Regions from separate parts of the Mus musculus genome. Here regions 2 and 3 are each linked to region 1. A link is a contact called in public HiChIP or PLAC-seq and promoter capture Hi-C data. All regions are on one chromosome and are shown on one strand. Each heading gives the region's core, a stretch centred on a gene start, on an enhancer-like site or on the middle of the called end of the contact. The rest is flanking DNA. Distances are from core to core; before and after follow the strand shown.

What was found. Promoter capture Hi-C pulls out the DNA fragments that hold promoters and counts their contacts. HiChIP or PLAC-seq counts read pairs in DNA pulled down with a chosen protein or histone mark.
Region 2: a contact with region 1 is called in a promoter capture Hi-C map of embryonic stem cells, with 2.1 times the contacts expected there. The contact joins two enhancer-like sites. A contact is called at or near these places in 8 of 39 promoter capture datasets (the 3T3-L1 cell line, 3T3-L1-derived adipocytes, the C10 cell line and 4 more) and 2 of 115 datasets of contacts at active chromatin or transcription factors (embryonic stem cells and pancreatic cancer cells).
Region 3: a contact with region 1 is called in a FOXA1 HiChIP or PLAC-seq map of pancreatic cancer cells. The contact joins two enhancer-like sites. A contact is called at or near these places in 2 of 39 promoter capture datasets (hippocampal neurons and pre-B cells) and 1 of 115 datasets of contacts at active chromatin or transcription factors (pancreatic cancer cells).

What each region holds. Positions count from the first base shown.
Region 1 is chr2:29,690,254-29,693,066 of GRCm38.p6, reverse strand. All of the region lies in intron 5 of Rapgef1 (Rap guanine nucleotide exchange factor (GEF) 1), which reads right to left. Among named protein-coding and RNA genes, the nearest start is that of Gm13420, 60 kb to the left of the region's middle. Within about 2 kb of position 1,391, at least 71 of the 459 cell types and tissues checked have an H3K27ac peak or open chromatin away from gene starts, as enhancers often do. A contact at or near this core is called in embryonic stem cells and pancreatic cancer cells, where this site is marked.
Region 2 is chr2:29,065,183-29,068,013 of GRCm38.p6, reverse strand. It overlaps Ttf1 (transcription termination factor, RNA polymerase I), which reads right to left. Exons shown (of 12, transcript NM_009442.2): 2 at 2,106-2,831; 3 at 785-1,011. Among named protein-coding and RNA genes, the nearest start is that of Ttf1, 6.3 kb to the right of the region's middle. Within about 2 kb of position 1,428, at least 42 of the 459 cell types and tissues checked have an H3K27ac peak or open chromatin away from gene starts, as enhancers often do. A contact at or near this core is called in embryonic stem cells, where this site is marked.
Region 3 is chr2:28,741,248-28,744,215 of GRCm38.p6, reverse strand. Ak8 (adenylate kinase 8) reads right to left here. Exons shown (of 13, transcript NM_001033874.2): 10 at 1,467-1,556. Among named protein-coding and RNA genes, the nearest start is that of Mir3088, 9.5 kb to the right of the region's middle. Within about 2 kb of position 1,310, at least 1 of the 459 cell types and tissues checked has an H3K27ac peak or open chromatin away from gene starts, as enhancers often do. A contact at or near this core is called in pancreatic cancer cells, where this site is marked.

The DNA.
Region 1 (2,813 bases), core at 142-2,641:
TTGTGCCATCTCCCAATCCCTCCAAAAGATTTTTTTGTTTTGTTTTGTTTTTGTTTTTTTTGAGACAGGGTTTCTCTGTGTAGCCCTGGTTGTCCTGGAACTCACTGTGTAGACCAGGCTGGCCTCGAAATCAGAAATCCGCCTGCCTCTGCCTCCCAAGTGCTGGGATTAACCTCCAAAAGTTTTATGTCTAAAAATGTTTGCAATAATTGATGGGTTGATTGTGTGTGCCACAGTCCCTCGTGGAGGTCACAGGACAGTCTGCGTCTAGGGGCGCTGGGTTCTGAGGGTCAGTCAGATCAGGTTAGGTTTGGAGGCAAGCACTCTTCGATGCTCAGCCATTTTACCAGCTGCAAAAGTTGTATCGTTAAAAGCTTCTGCTTAGCCGGGCGGGCATGATGGCGCACACCTTTAATCCCAGCACTCAGGAGGCAGAGGCAGGCAGATTTCTGAGTTCGAGGCTAGTCTGGTCTACAAAGTGAGTTCCAGGACAGCCAAGGCTACACTGAGAAACCCTGTCTCGAAAAACAAAAAAACAAACAAAAAAAAGCTTCTGTTTTCTGGCCTGGCTGCTATACTTAGAAAACCTCTGAGCCTGCTATGCAAGCACAGCTCTGGAGGTGACGGTCAAGTGACAAAGCTGTGGGATTCCCCAAGGCTTTCAGTGGAAGAAAGCATTACAAGTTTTTTTTTTGTTTTTTTTTTTTTTCTGTGTGTCTGTGTGAGTGTCCAGATGCCCATGGAGGTCAAGAAATGGAGTTCTCTGTGTGCCACCTAATACAGATGCTAGAGAACAGAACATGGATCCTCCAGGAGAGCAGGGAGTATTTTCTTAGCCTCTAGCCCATATTATTATTTTAAATGATAACACTTTAGTCTGTCTGAGTGGCTGGAGGCCTGCTCCTGACATGTCTGAGGTCAGAGGAGAAGTGGGCATTTAACTGGCACAGTACAGAAGACCCAAAACTTGTGAGTTGCCCTAGAGGGAAATACAATTCTCCCCTGAGACGTAAATGTAAGCTACTCTGGTGAAAGTTGCCAAGGTGACCAGTGCTCATCCTGCCTGTTAGCCACCCAACCCTTGCCAGTACTCCAAAGACACAATCTTACCTCTCCTAACACACTCTGGGTATTTAAGAACTTACAAGAATCTCAGAGGAGTCACTTGTCCACGTTTATACAGCTCACAAGTGGCATTTACGTGAAGATTTACACGGCAGATGACAGTTTCCATGTAGGAACAATACCAAAATCATCTGCCTTTCAGACAAGTTTTCAGTCTTACCCCCAACCCCACCCCAAACAATTCCATTTAACAACTGAATGAGCTCCCTGAGGGGCGGTGAGTCACTCTGAAGGAATGTACCTCCAAGTGGGAAGAAGACAACAGCTAAAGCACTGTGCTTGCACACTCTGGCTCTCCCAGCTGAGGGCGGCTGGAGCACACACCAGGACACAGGCTTCTGAGGTGTCCTTGTTAGGAAGTGTGAATGAGAAGGATCCTTTGGGTCTCCTAGGATGGGGCAGCAGAGGGTGACTAAGTGCGTAGGCCTAGCAGGCATGTGTGAGAATCATGAGCTTGCCACTGAACCTCGGTTGGCCCATCAGAGAAGGTGTCTGCCTCAGTTAGGGCTGTTACAAGTAAAGTTGGGCAGTGTAGAAAAGCACCCGTGAATTGTTTGCTATTATTGCTCTAAGATACTAATCACAAATGCCCACGCTGACCAATCTCACTCCTTGACTGACACCCTCTAGAAGAAGCCTCTAGTAACACATGCCAGCTGACTTCCTGTCCCTGCATTGGCACGTGGCATCCTTTTATGTAACCTGAAGCTCCCCAAGGCCAGACCTGTGCCCCTGTCTTCACCTCTGTGAGTACTCCTGTCATAGCACCCCCAGAATACAGAGCTCCTTACCCACGGAAGCATCCGTATGTGTGCTAGTGTGCTTGTGCATGTGTCTGCTCACCTGCATGGTCATGTGTGTGTAGGGCAGGGGACAACTTTTCAGAGTGTGTTTTCTCCAAGGCACAGTCTCTGTTATTTCTCCTCAGGACTCTCCTGGCTCTGCCTTCCACATTGCTGAGCCTTCTCCTTACCCTGTTCTGCCTAAACTATTTTTAAAAAAAACACCTGTGAAGAAGTTATTTGCTCTCAGGTGCTGGCATGTTCAACTTCTACAGGCTGTACGTGTGTGCTCCCATCCCAGGGTCACATTGAGAAATCATCAATTTTTCATTCAAGCCTTCCTTCTGCCAACCAGTGCAGCCCTGCCTTCAGGAGTCCATAAGGAACATGGGGGCTCTGGAGTCCTGAGGCTTCTGTGGAAACCTGACCTCTTGTTTCAGCTGTTTTAACTTATAATATTTCATCAAGATCAATTTGATAGAAGAAACACTAACAATCTGGTCTGGAAAATAATTTTGATTTCCAGAAGTCGGTACAAGAGCAGCAAGAGTGGGAGAGTCAGAACTTGGCCAGAAAACCTGGGAAGGTCCTGTCTCACATTGCCCAGCTAGAGAAGCTGCAGGAAGAACTGAGGGGATAAACTGCACCCCAAATTCTACAGAGATTGCAGCCTCTTAACACTGATGGTATAAAGTCTGATGGCTCTGTGAGAAGACAGCATGGGAGCAGTGTTGCCACATCTCCTCCTCACAGTGAACCCAAAGCTCTCTGGAGACACAGCAGCACACAGCCTCTACTTTAAAGGTGCTGGGGCTTTCGCTAACAGCCCATTTGGGAGTGATTTCTCTCACCAAGCAATGCCTCCTTGGCCTTCTCTCTGTAATTAAAACCCTAAAAGCTCTGTTT
Region 2 (2,831 bases), core at 179-2,678, 630 kb after region 1:
GACTAAGAGTTTGAGCTCAGCCTGTTCTACCTCATGATTCAACATGAGGGGTTTCAGCAAAGGGGCCCTCAAGACACTGCTCTGTAACTGTGTCTGTGAGGATCTTGGGGTGTATTGCTTAACCTGTTCAATGCTTTGTCTCCAGAGTTGGAGCCCCCCCACTCAACGCACAGTGCTTATTTGTGTGAAAGGGCACTTACACAGTACACTATCCTGCAGTATAAATACATGCAACGAGGAAACAGTTTTAAAAGGGGATTTTTAACATTCCTCGAGCAGTGCTAAGTAAGTACTGCTCAGTGTGACACATGGTCTCAGTGACACACGGTCTCAGATCTATAGCTTCTGAGATCTTTTTTTTTTTTCCAAGACAGGGTTTCTGTGTGTTGCCTTGGCTATCCTGGAACTCGATTGGCAGACCAGGCTGGCCTCAAACTTATAGAGATCTACCTACTTCTCTGCCTCCCAAGTGCTGGGATTAAAGGCGTGTGCCACCACTGCCCAGCTTTAAGACCCTTTTTATTTATTTATTTATTTATTTATTTATTTATTTATTTATTTATTTATTTTTGAGACAGGGTTTCTCATGTAGCCCTGGCTGTTTGGCTGTCCTGGAACTCACTTCTTAGACCAGGCTGGCCTCAAACTCAGAAATCCGCCTGCCTCTACCTCCCAAGTGCTGGGATTAAAGGTGTGCGCCACCACTGCCCAGCTTTAAGATCTTTTTAATGAATGCTTCTCCATCAGTTCCAGTCACTCAAAAGCAGTACACTGGCAAGCTTACCTTGTGCCTTAAATTCTTTGAAGCGCCCTAGGTCATCCCGATACATGCGTCTGATGGTGGTGGCCGCCCTTTCCTGTATGTCAGGAATGAACTCTCGCAGCTGTCTCACTGCAGAGCCCAAATCAACATCCGAGTCATCAGACTCTCTCCTGTCCTCAGATATGTGTCTTGCTGCAGAATTGCTAGCTGATTCCGAATTGCTTTCTTCTTCATGGGTAGGTTCTAACCTAAGGGGGAAACGGGGTTACCAGCAAGTTATCTCCACCTTTTAACTCTCTGAACGGGTCTCAATCTAGAAAAGTATTGAAGTTAAACTGCACCTGGGAGGCAGCCATTCACTCAATAATTTTCAAATTCTTTATGCACCCCGATTAGCTTGAATGGGCGTGTGGACAGAGATAACTCCATCGATCCTACCAGTCAGTGCTAGTTTATGTGCTAATTCTCACCCATGGTTCTAGTAAATAAAGCCCTTTTGATCTCTACAGAGATGCCCCGCCCTTACAGTGAGTTGAGCTGTAGAATACCCTGGCTCCTAACTGGTTGGCTGGGGTTCAGTGTATACCCAGCTGTGGCTACTCCTGCTGCCCTGGCCTCATTTCTCCCTCGGTCTTCCCAAATGCTTTTCCCAGTTCTCCAGCAGATGGCAGAATCTGCTTACTTGACATGTTCAGGCAAACACCAGCGAGTCTGCCAGGCTGGAAACTACATCCTCTAGTCCACTTGTTAGCAAGTCAGTGACTTTCCTAAGACCCGTGGCCCAAGGAAAGCTAGCGCTACAGCCCTAGCGTATTCCTGCCTCATGATCGATGAACTGACAATGTCCCAGTGAGAGGACAGTGTGAATGGCTCATATGTGGTATCAATACCATCCCACGTGACACTTAATATTTAGCAGTCATGTAAAACTATTCAAAGCCAGAACTACCAAACAAACACAAAAAGATTACTGAATGAAAAGTAACAAAAGTAAGAAGATAAAAACCTGACCCGGGTTCAGGATCTGCAAGTGGGGCAGTAGACTGATACAGCAGGAGACATAACCATAGCTACATTCCTTGTGCGGGAGCCAAGCTTCTGCTGCTCCGCAGAATCCCCAGTGTAAGGTATGCCCATACACACTCTTAGACAAGCCATGGGGGCTGGGAAGTCTTCAAATGGTGCAAACTTATAGAATTAGGTAGAATAGATCTCAGTGAAAATCTAACTATCTTCATTTACATATGAAAACATTCAGCTATCTGCTCAATTAAATGTCACGAGTCTTAAGGTTTCTGTCATCTCATACGCACACAGAAGACACGCCCCATTCCCCCCTTACCTCTGCATGGCTTCCCTGTGCTTCTCAGTGGAACAAGCCTGGGCTTCTGCCTCTGCTGGCCTGTGGTCCACGTCCTCTTCCCTCACAGCACCACTGCCTTCTGAGGAGTCCACCAGGGCATTCTTAGCCTTGCTGTCTGTCACTGAGGCACTGTCACTAGATGTGGCAAGAGCAACAGACTTGTGCTTCTTTTTCTTGGACTTTTTTTTGATACTGTGGGATTCTTTGGTGCTCTCACATTCTTCTCCAGCCCCGACAGCTCCTCCATGGTGTGTGCTATCAAGTCTCTCAGAGATGGTCTCCGAGTCATCAAGACTGTCGGGGATGGGCTCCAATTCCTGGCTCCTGAACACGTTTTTTTTAGACTTCTTTTTACAAAACACTGCTGCTTCTGTGCTTTTGCCTTCTAAATCTTCAGAAGACAAGGGCTCTGATGGGGGCAGGGAGATACTCTCAGGCTGGCTCCCCTGAACAACATCCCAGGGTGCAACTTTCTGGAGGTGCTTTTGTTTCTTTCTGCTCCTGACGTCACCGAGCAGCTCTCGACAGCCATGTTCCTGTGGCTTAGCAGCGGGCAGCTCTCCTGTTTCACGCACTTTTGCTGACCTTTGTCCCTTGCTCATATCAACATAAACAATATCCACATCCTTTCTAGAAGTCTCTAGCAGGTTCTCCATGTTTTCTTTATCTACAAGGATGATCCCAGTTTCCATATCCACCTCCAGA
Region 3 (2,968 bases), core at 61-2,560, 950 kb after region 1:
AAGCCTTTAGATGCCAGGTGTACATTCTTGCCAGAGCCAGGACACAACCCTTTAGTTCAGTATTTCTGACCTCCATAATAAAATAAACTTGTGTTATCTTGAACTACAAGGTCCATTACATCACCAACCACAGACAAACATGGTGGTGACAACCAGAGGCAGCTAAGAGATGGAGGGAGCAGGCACATGCTGAGGTAGCCATCCACACCAGCACAGTATTCAATACCCCAGGGTCAATGGGTGTGACTTCAATCCATCAATGGATAATCTAGCATGCTGTCAAGCTAGTATACATGAGAAAACACTTCGTAGAATAACACAAGGGATGTGAACTCAGAGACTCATCAAATGCTTGCCTTTTTTTGTAATTTCATATTTTGGGGGACACATGTAGACACGCTGCACAAAGGGTCAAGGTTTGCTGTTCACCCACAGCTGCTGTTACCTCTGTGACCTTGGCTTGCTCATTCTCTTCGGGTCTGATCTCCTAGGTGCTTGCTGGTGGGGGTGGGGAGCTGGTTTTTCACGCAGTCATGAACAGCATGGTACAGGGCAAAAGCCACAGCTATCCACCTACTTGACTCTGGCATCCTGTTCATTCATTCAGTCCAAATATCTGCAGCGTGAGACTTGGCACTCATGGGGCAGAAGTGGAACTCACAGACACACATCAGGTACCACTGTGTTTGCTCCAACTGCTGCTGCTATTATTATTATTTTTAAGATTTATTATTATATGTAAGTACACTGTAGCTGTCTTCAGACACACCAGAAGAGGGCATCAGATCTCATTACAGATGGTTGTGAGCCACCATGTGGTTGCTGGGATTTGAACTCAGGACCTTGGGAAGAGCAGTCAGTGCTCTTACCCGCTGAACCATCTCACTAGCCATCATCATCATTATTATTATCATCATTATTATTTTGAGGCAGGGTCCCACACAGCTCAGGCTAATCTTAAATTCATAATGTAGCTGAGAGTGATCATCACCTCCCAAGTGCTGAGACTGCGGGTGTGCATCACCACGCCCAGTGCACTGCCCCGGGAAGCTGGCCTGAGAACTCTTCTGAGATGCTCTTCTGGAGAGTCAGATTCACGAATGCTTTCCTAGTATTGACAACACGGGGGAACTGGAAAGACTATTTGATACCATTTCCCTATCAAGCTTTCCTCTGGAATTCATCCTGGAATTTGTAAAATTAGGGACCTTCTGGCTTCCAGCAGCTGCTCTGGGTACCCCACTCTGTAAGCCCTGTAAACCGTCTAACCAGGAAGAAATGAAATGGTCTAAACAGTCAGTGACTCACCTGGCACGGGACCAGGAGTGGATGCCACTCGGTGTTCCCTAAAAAACAAGCCACAGCCATGGCGCATCTGTATCCCCTCCCTATGCCCACGGGTGGCCAGAGCACCTGCCCTGGAGCCACTGGGCTGAGGCGGTTAGTGGACAGAGTGGTCTACCTACCTGTCATCCTCTTTTCAAAGAATGGCTGGATGAGCTCCCCGAAGCTTGACTTGGCTGCCACAGCCTCCTTCAGCAGCTGCCCGCAGCTGACTGAGGGGAAAAGAGGGGAGACGCTGTTAAATTTTAAATACAAGGAAGGATGAGAGAAAAGGCACTCTGGCTCACACTGCCTGCTGGGGTGGGAAAGGTCGCTGGAAAAAATATATAAAAGGGTGTGGGGTGTCCAAGGGAAAGTAAATATCAAAAAAAGGAACCTGGAAATGAGGAGAGAGGGAGAAGGAGAATGAAAAGGAATGCATTTGCCAGAGAGCATTAAGAATGGACCACTCGGGAAGACACTAACGAGCCTGTCGCTGACAGGGAGGCCCCTGCAGGGCCCTGGCTGTACCTGGAACTGCTACACAGACTCGGTGCTCTCTGGGTTGCAGTGGAGGAGTGGCATGCAGTTGGGGACACATTCACAGTGTGTTGATGCAGGGAGGCTGGGAAGCATGGTGGTAACCCAGCCCTTCTGTTCATCAAGGGCCCTGGAGCTGGGCGGGGGTGTTCCTGAAAGGACCGAGGAATATCCTCTGCACATTAACTCATAACTAAGACTCTGCCTGAGCTGCCTGCTGGCTGCCACGTTCCTCACTGCCCTGGCTGCCTGCGCACTGCAGCAGGACCTTTTCTCTCTGGTCCTCCTCTGTCTCGTGCTCCAATCCATGGCCAGCACGGGGGAGAGTTTGGTCAGTGACTTCTGAATGCAAAAACAAACACCCCAAACTCCAGAAGACTTCATCCCTAGCCAAAGCCATAATTGTTTTAAGACAGGGTTTCTTTGTGTAGCCCTGGGTGTCCAGGAATTGCCTTTGTAAACCAGGCTGGCTTTGAATTCACAGAAATCTGCCTGCCTCTGCCTCCCAAATCCTGGGATTAAAGGCATTCGCCACCACTGCCTGGCCAGAGGTTGTTTTTTAATGATTCATAAACCTGTGTATCTGTGCACATATGGGCAGAAGATGCCTAATTGAGATGTCCTAGGACTGGAGTTACAGGCAGTTGCGAGCCAGCTGACATGGGCACTGGGAACCAAATTCAGGTCCTGTAAATTCTCTTAAGCACTGAGCCAACTCCTCAGCTCCAGTGTGTGTGTGTGTGTGTGTGTACAAAGGTCAGAAGAGAGCATCAAGCAGTCTCCTTTATCACGCTCTGCCTGTTCCTTTAAGCCAGGGTCTCATCTTAGCATGTGTGAAAGTCAAAGAAAAGCTCTCAGGAGTCCGTTTTTCCTTGCCATCTTGTTGGATCTGGAGCTAAAATTCAGGCCATGAGGCCTGTGAGCCAGTGGCTACCCGCTGAGCCATCCTACTGGCCCTGAACTTAAAATTCTCAATATAGAAGCACAAAATCCACTCTCGACACAAGCACCAAAGGGGCCAAGTATGAAAATGAAAATTACTGGAAAAATCAGAAACATGCAAACCTTTGCAAGCAAGGAAATGGACCCTAGGATCAGGCCAATG